Linked DNA regions of Mus musculus: region 2 is linked to region 1. A link is a contact called in public Hi-C data. All regions are on one chromosome and are shown on one strand. The core of a region is the stretch at or near the end of the contact, and the rest is flanking DNA. Distances in the headings are between cores, read along the strand shown. Region 1 has its middle 10 kb from the start of Gm26416. Region 2 overlaps Dap (death-associated protein).

Region 1 (3,727 bases), core at 246-2,745:
GTTATCAAGGTCAGGTCTTCCCTCCATCCATTTTCTGGTCTGTGTAAAACAGTGGGGCAAGTAGCATATTTCCCCAAATTCGGATGGAAGAAATGGCAGGCATGACTGGAATACAGGTTCAAAAATCAGGGCAGAAATGTAGACAGAAGTAGCAGGTATTAATTAAAGTGATATGAAACTTAGGACAACGCGGTGGAGATTGGGAGACTGGGAGGGAGCAGCTCTGGATAGAAGCACATTTAACTATTTACAGCTCCTGAACATGGGATTCCAGATGAGTGTTCTGGAAGGAAAACCTTTGACGTCCAGAGACATCTCAAGAGAAGCCGCTCTTGGAAAGCTGGCTGGCTGGAGTAGTTCTGAAGGGGCTCTCCTCTGAGATTTGCTTTTGAGATGTCCTAGTGGAGGTTCAGCACCAGGATTGGGCAAGGAGTGGTGTGCTCTGAGGGCTAAGACAAGCCCGGAAAACAGCAGTTCACTGTCCTGATTTACACACTGCCCAGACCGGCTGTACCTGGTCAAAGGCAGGGCAGTTGTGGAATGGCCTTTCTCTTTGTTTGCTGGACTCTTTCACTAGGGTGAAAACTTAGAGCCAAAGCGGGAGAAAAACCAGCATAAATGCTCACCCACTCTCTCAAACTCCTCCAAAATCAGGACGGCAACCTCTTTCTCACTTCTTCCTGAAGAAATGCTGTGTGAGTTTCTGGAATCTGGTAGGGAGATGGATGGATTTTTCTGTCTTAGGAAGCCTTTTATTTTATATGCATCTCTGCGTATCCATATGCATGTTCATGTATGTGGAAGCCAAAGGAGAATCTTGGTAGTCACTCCTTAGGTAACAACCACCTCTGTTTTTCTTTTTCGTGTCTGTGCAGGGGGTCTTTCATGGGCTTGGAGTTTGCCCTGTAGTCTCGGCCAGTGAGCAGCTAGCCCTAGAGATCCATCACAGATAGCTCACTGCTGTCACAAATACTTACAGCCACACCCAGCTTTTATTGGAGATCCAGGACTGAACTCTGCCTTTCTTTGTACTTGCAAGGCAAGAGTTTTATCCTCTGTCTCCCCAGCTCCCTTCACCAGAGAAGATCAAACCAGCAAGGCTTTAAGACTCCCCCTTTCTATGCCCCCCTGGCCTGACACATAAGAGTAAGAACTGCTGAGGGAAGGGCAACTGTCATCGAGGATGTTAAGCTGGAGTCTTGGAGATAGGTGTTGTGTAACAGCAGGACTAGGCAGACTCCTCCGGGCTGGGAAGGGGCTGTGGCTATGAAAAGGCCTGACTTAGCAGGCCAGCTGCTTTGAACTTGGTTCCCCTGAGTATAAGCAGTCAGGGAGCCTGTGCAAGGGGTCTTTAAAGGAAGGGCTCCCAGGAGAAGGGAAGACGAATCAGGCGTGGAAAAGTACACAAAGCTGTTCGATCAGCTACTGCCAGGTCCCAGAGAAGTTCTGCAGCATGAATCAGACCACACAACCCAGCCGTGCTGGTCATTTGTCACCGGCAGTAACTTTCCCCTAGGACGGAAGGAGCATGAGTCAGAAAAGGGAACACTAGCGGATGCTCGCTGTGTTCTTTTCTGCCTTGACTGTTACCACAAAGTAGATCTGAAGTGCTTGGGACTAAGATTTGGATATTATTTTAGATTTTGAATATTTGCATCTATATGCATGCATACACACACAGATATATATGTATTTGGAAATCTTGGAGATGTGATCCAAGTTCAAACAAGAAACCCACTTACGTTCATATATACCTTTTAAACAAAGCTTTTTAATATACGTTTCTACAGTATCTTTAAATAAGATCACATTTTGAAATCCTAGGGCTCGGAATTCCAACACACTAAGACTTGGGGTAGAGGGAGAATGACCATTTGCCCCTGACTACAGCAAACACATTTCAACAGTGTGTGTGTGTGTGTGTGTGTGTGTGTGTGTGTGTGTGTGTGTGTGTGTTGTGGAAGGAGGCTGCCCCAGACAGATGCAGCCTGATGTAATGGAAAGTCCAACTAGAGATAAATGGGAAAGGACCACTGTATGGCATAGAGTGTGCACATGTGCACACACAGTCTTTTTTTTTTTTTCAATTAATTATTTTAATATTAACTGTTCTGTGATTTTTTTTCCATTTTTTATTAGGTATTTCGCTCATTTACATTTGCAATGCTATACCAAAAGTCCCCCATAGCCACCCACCCCCTCTCCCCTACCCACCCACTCCCCTTTTATGGCCCTGGCGTTCCCCTGTACTGGGGCATATAAAGTTTGCGTGTCCAATGGGCCTCTCTTTCCAGTGATGGCCGACTAGGCCATCTTTTGATGCATATGCAGCTAGAGTCAAGAGCTCCGGGGTACTGGTTAGTTCATAATGTTGTTCCACCTATAGGGTTGCAGATCCCTTTAGCTTCTTTGGTACTTTCTCTAGCTCCTTCATTGGGGGCCATGTGATCCATCCAATAGCCGACTGTGAGCATCCACTTCTATGGTTGCTAGGCCCAGGCATACTCTGACAAGAGACAGCTATATCAGGGTCCTTTCAGCATAATCTTGCTAGTGTATGCAATGGTGTCAGCATTTGGAAGCTGATTATGGGATGGATCCCCGGATATGCTAGTGTCTACATGGTCCATCCTTTTATCTCAGCTCCAAACTTTGTCTCTGTAACTCCTTCCAAGGGTGTTTTGTTCCCTCTTCTAAGGAGGGGCATAGTGTTCACACTTCAGTCTTCATTTTTCTTGAGTTTCATGTGTTTAGGAAATTGTATCTTATATCTTGGGTATCTTAGGTTTTGGGCTAATATCCACTTATCAGTGAGTACATATTGTGTGAGTTCCTTTGTGAATGTGTTACCTCACTCAGGATGATGCCCTCCAGGTCGATCCATTTGGCTAGGAATTTCATAAATTCATTCTTTTTAATAGCTGAGTAGTACTCCATTGTGTAGATGTACCACATTTTCTGTATCCATTCCTCTGTTGAGGGGCATCTGGGTTCCTTCCAGCTTCTGGCTATTATAAATAAGGCTGCTATGAACATAGTGGAGCATGTGTCCTTCTTACCAGTTGGGGCATCTTCTGGATATATGCCCAGGAGAGGTATTGCTGGATCCTTCGGTAGTACTATATCCAGTTTTCTGAGGAACCGCCAGACTGATTTCCATAGTGGTTGTACAAGCCTGCAATCCCACCAACAATGGAGGAGTGTTCCTCTTTCTCCACATCCACGCCAGCATCTGCTGTCACCTGAATTTTTGATCTTAGCCATTCTGACTGGTGTGAGGTGGAATCTCAGGGTTGTTTTGATTTGCATTTCCCTGATGATTAAGGATGTTGAGCATTTTTTCAGGTGCTTCTCTGCCATTCGGTATTCCTCAGGTGAGAATTCTTTGTTCAGTTCTGAGCCCCATTTTTTAATGGGGTTATTTGATTTTCTGAAGTCCACCTTCTTGAGTTCTTTATATATGTTGGATATTAGTCCCCTATCTGATTTAGGATAGGTAAAGATCCTTTCCCAATCTGTTGGTGGTCTTTTTGTCTTACTGACGGTGTCTTTTGCCTTGCAGAAACTTTGGAGTTTCATTAGGTCCCATTTGTCAATTCTCGATCTTACAGAGCAAGCCATTGCTGTTCTGTTCAGGAATTTTTCCCCTGTACCCATATCTTCAAGGCTTTTCCCCACTTTCTCCTCTATAAGTTTCAGTGTCTCTGGTTTTATGTGAAGTTCCTTG
Region 2 (3,735 bases), core at 335-2,834, 61 kb before region 1:
CAGTGATCTGTAGCAGCGGCCCCTTAAGCATCAATTCCTACAGTAAAACGGCGGCATCCCAAGGACCAGATGTCACCTGTGATGCTAGTGGGGTCCTCCTAGGATGGAACCCCTGAAATGAGGGTGGCTGATGTTACACAGGGCTCTGGTGCATCTTCTCTCCTCTCTGGAGACAGGGAGACAGCTCTCCTTGGCTGCAGACACCACCAGCATCCATCTCAGGGGTGAAAGATGGAGCCTTTCCTCCTCTGATCTGGATATATCTGGGAAGGGGCAGTGCTCAAGCCCCTCTGACCTGGAATGCCTCCTTTCAGGGTAATGCCATCTCGGTGGTGCGTCCTGGCTCTCAGGATGCAGACCGCAGAACTGTGAGGTATCCATGGAGAGCTGATTGTCAGCACGCCAGGACAGCATGCGGCTGACACAGCGGGAGAGGAGAGAAGCAGCACTGGGAGCTTGCGAGTGGAGGACTAGAGAGTAGCGGCCATGACCAAGTCAGTGCTATGACAGAGGGCGGCCCAGCTACTTATGTAAACACCAACTCCACCACCCTCCTAAGAACAGAGGAGGAGAGGCCATCTGGGAAGTCTTTCCCAGCCTGGTGGGCCAGTGTTCAGAGCTGAGGCAGAGCCACAACAAGGAGGTGTGAGATGCACACAGGATGGGGCTGCAGCCTTGTTTTCAGTGAGGAGGGGACTGTCTCCAGGCATTCACGACGTGAGGGACAGAGAAGAAAGTACGAATTCCCTGGTTGCAGTCCAAGGAGCTCAACAAGGAAGCTGGGAGGCAAGGAGAGGCGAGCTCAAGGTGGAGACAGCCAACTCATATGCAATTAATAAAAAAGAAACAGTATCAGGGAAATGTCCTCCCCTGCCCCGGGTGTGCACAGGCATGTGGAAGCCAGAGGCTGACATTGGGTATCTTCCCCAGTGGCTTTCTACCCTATTATGTTGAGACAGGCATCTCTGCGAACCCAGATCTCTACAGCTCAGCTATGCTAGCTAGCTGGCAAGCCTCAGGGATCTTCCGGACTGCGTCCCGCAGAGCTGGGCTTACAGGCACACACCACCATGTCCAGCTTTTATGAGGGTGCTGGGGACTGGAAACCACCTCCATGCTTCATGGCCAGTGCTCAATTGACTGAGTCGTCTCTCCAGCCCGGCTTATCTTTTTATTTTCATTTTTCTCTTTTAATGCAAGAGAAGTGCGGCTTTATTTTGTATTTGTTTGCCACTGATATTTATTTACAGACATTTGGTCTTTTACGAATTGTTCTTCTGACCTACAGGGAGTCTGGTTTTCTGACTCACTTGTTTTGGGTCTCCAATTTTCTCGACAGTCTGTCCCTGGCTCTAACGAGACGGTGACACTTCAGAATATCAGAACACAGGATTCTCAAGGCACTGGGAGGATCCAGGTTCCACCAGGGATGGGTGAGAATGTCTGCCACCGCACCACACCCCTGTGCTCCATGTTCTCAGAGCTTCTGGGAAACGAGATGCATGCCAGTGTGCAGGGCGCAGGACCCAGACTGAGCAAAGTCAAGCAGGCCGTGTGATAGCCTCTCTGACACATTCCTCAGGAATCTGACCCGCCAGTCAGTGTGGGTAAAGCACGCCCACCCGCACTGCTTCAGTCCACACACACACACACACACCCCACCAGGGCCTGGCTGTCACTGGTGAGTTAGGAACATTCCACTAGGCTGGCCCCGTGTTTTTGTTTTCTCCGCTGTGTGGAGATATATCTATCCAGAAAAGCATAAACTCATCAGGCTTTCTAGGTTCGTGTTAATGGCAGACCAGAAGTAGATCCTGCCTGAAAAGTGAATGCCCGACCATAACCCACAGCGTTAGCCTGGAAGCCTTGGGGAGCCACGCGCTCAGATGGTGAAAAAGAAGGGGTGTGGGGGTGATCCCGGCCTCACTCCAGTGTCAGCATCACGGTCTTCTCTTCAGAAGCATCATCAACAGAACACTGATCCATTTAGCTGGCACTAATCCCCATACGTTCTCATCAAGATTCTGTGTGCTGGGGCAGGTGAGATGGCTCAGCAGGTAAAGGCACTTGCTGCCAAGCCTGACAACCTAAGTTTGAAGCCGAGGGCCGACCCTGTGGGACAGAACTGAGACTCCTAAGTTGTCCTCTGTCCTCCACACATGTGCCACGACATGAAATACACACACACACACACACACGCACGCACGCACGCACATACTCCTGTTATTGCAATGGGACCACCCATTGCACGGTACCACCTTGTGATTCAGCAAAGGCCACCGCCAGATGCAGCCCACACAGCTATAAATCTCCAGAATCATTCGTCAAGACAAGGCTTTGCTTTATAATCCATCAATTATAGGAGTCTGTTTATAGAGATGTATAATGTACTAAGACCGCAAGACAACAGCTAGCCCTTCCCTGTGAAGAGCACAAACTCAAAGCACTGAACTAGCTCCCTCCCCTCGTGACTCACACGAATCCAGCTAGCGGTGGCCGTATGACTTTTATTTTTGTCTGAAATGGAAGAGATATACTCAAAGATCTAAGACCGAGTCTACTTTTCTCCAGTGGGCTGCGCTTGTCCCACATGGGGTTCTGCTTTGTGGAGTCCCAGGGAGGGCTGAGACAACCGCACCCGGGCCACATACCATGCAGCTCTGACAACTGCACTGTCGTCATTACCAATCCGCAGGCTCGCGTTTGCCACAGCTCTCAAAGTCCTGCCTGCGGAGGTCCCATTCCAGCATTGCCTTAGCAGAAAACTCATCTTCCCTGGGGACACAGCCAACAGCAGAGCACAAGTGCTCAACTGCTTGAGCACTCACAGGAACTTGGCTTGGTGAGCTTCCCACACTGGTGGACTCATGAGATAGCCTCCTCAGCCATGGCCCGGGACAGCCATTCAGCTTCCAGTCATTGTTACTCTACCCATGCCTATCCCCAACAAGGCCCTGGCTGTCATCATGGGAGTTAAGAACATGGAGTCTGACTGTGTGATCCATGCAGCTTTTTTTTTTTTTTTTAAGGAGCTAGAGAACCCTAGATGCCCTCTACTGTGAAATTTCATTCTGGTGATAACATAACTTTAATTTTCTAAGCTTACAGTCTCCAAAGGGGATGCAAGCTCACTAGCAGGCCCTGCACAGGGAAGTACCTGGCACCCAGCAGTGCTGTGTGCACCGTGGGGACAGCTGAAAGCTGCTGTTGACAGCTGGTGGGTTGTCAGATCTCTGTCCCATGCATATCCACTAGAAGACTTGGGGCAGCAATATTCTAGCAAACTTAACCAGTGGTATCTGATTAGTGTCAAGGGTGCCTATAATGACTACTCTTTAAGATGCGGCCCTATGCCAAACATTCATTCTGCTGAGTATGATAGGTCTAAAAGGATCTGAGGCACAGTCATGTGACTAAGTCCTGACAAATGGCTTTGCAAGGGGGCTTCTAGCATAGCACCTTCTTGCTCTTAAAAGCAGACACGAGATGGCTGCTTCCTCTTCTGAGTACCATTCCTGTGGATGTGGCCCATCTATGTGATGGCAGAGGGCCAGCCCTCTGAGAGCCCAAGGAAACAAGTGTATGAGTTCAGGGCTTCAGTGGTGCGGCTCGGCTGCCCTGCCCTTCCTCAATGAGACCACCATGTCCACGCATCTGTCTTTCCCCTTCTCTGAACAGTCCAGGTCCCCCTGGGATTGTAGTCATAGTCATGTAGAAAGTCCTTTCAGCACTTGA

What was found. Hi-C and Micro-C count contacts between places; a contact is called where the count stands out from the background.
Region 2: a Hi-C map of muscle stem cells shows a contact between it and region 1, with 2.0 times the contacts expected there. The contact joins two enhancer-like sites. A contact is called at or near these places in 4 of 39 promoter capture datasets (the 3T3-L1 cell line, embryonic stem cells, epiblast stem cells and 1 more), 12 of 484 Hi-C or Micro-C datasets (the AML12 cell line, the C2C12 cell line, CD4 T cells and 5 more) and 2 of 115 datasets of contacts at active chromatin or transcription factors (heart atrium and pancreatic cancer cells).

What each region holds. Positions count from the first base shown.
Region 1 is chr15:31,182,484-31,186,210 of GRCm38.p6, reverse strand. No RefSeq gene overlaps it. Among named protein-coding and RNA genes, the nearest start is that of Gm26416, 10 kb to the left of the region's middle. Within about 2 kb of position 1,495, at least 77 of the 459 cell types and tissues checked have an H3K27ac peak or open chromatin away from gene starts, as enhancers often do. A contact at or near this core is called in the C2C12 cell line, embryonic fibroblasts, muscle stem cells and 2 more, where this site is marked.
Region 2 is chr15:31,243,985-31,247,719 of GRCm38.p6, reverse strand. All of the region lies in intron 2 of Dap (death-associated protein), which reads right to left. Among named protein-coding and RNA genes, the nearest start is that of Gm41285, 18 kb to the left of the region's middle. Within about 2 kb of position 1,584, at least 87 of the 459 cell types and tissues checked have an H3K27ac peak or open chromatin away from gene starts, as enhancers often do. A contact at or near this core is called in the C2C12 cell line, embryonic fibroblasts, muscle stem cells and 2 more, where this site is marked.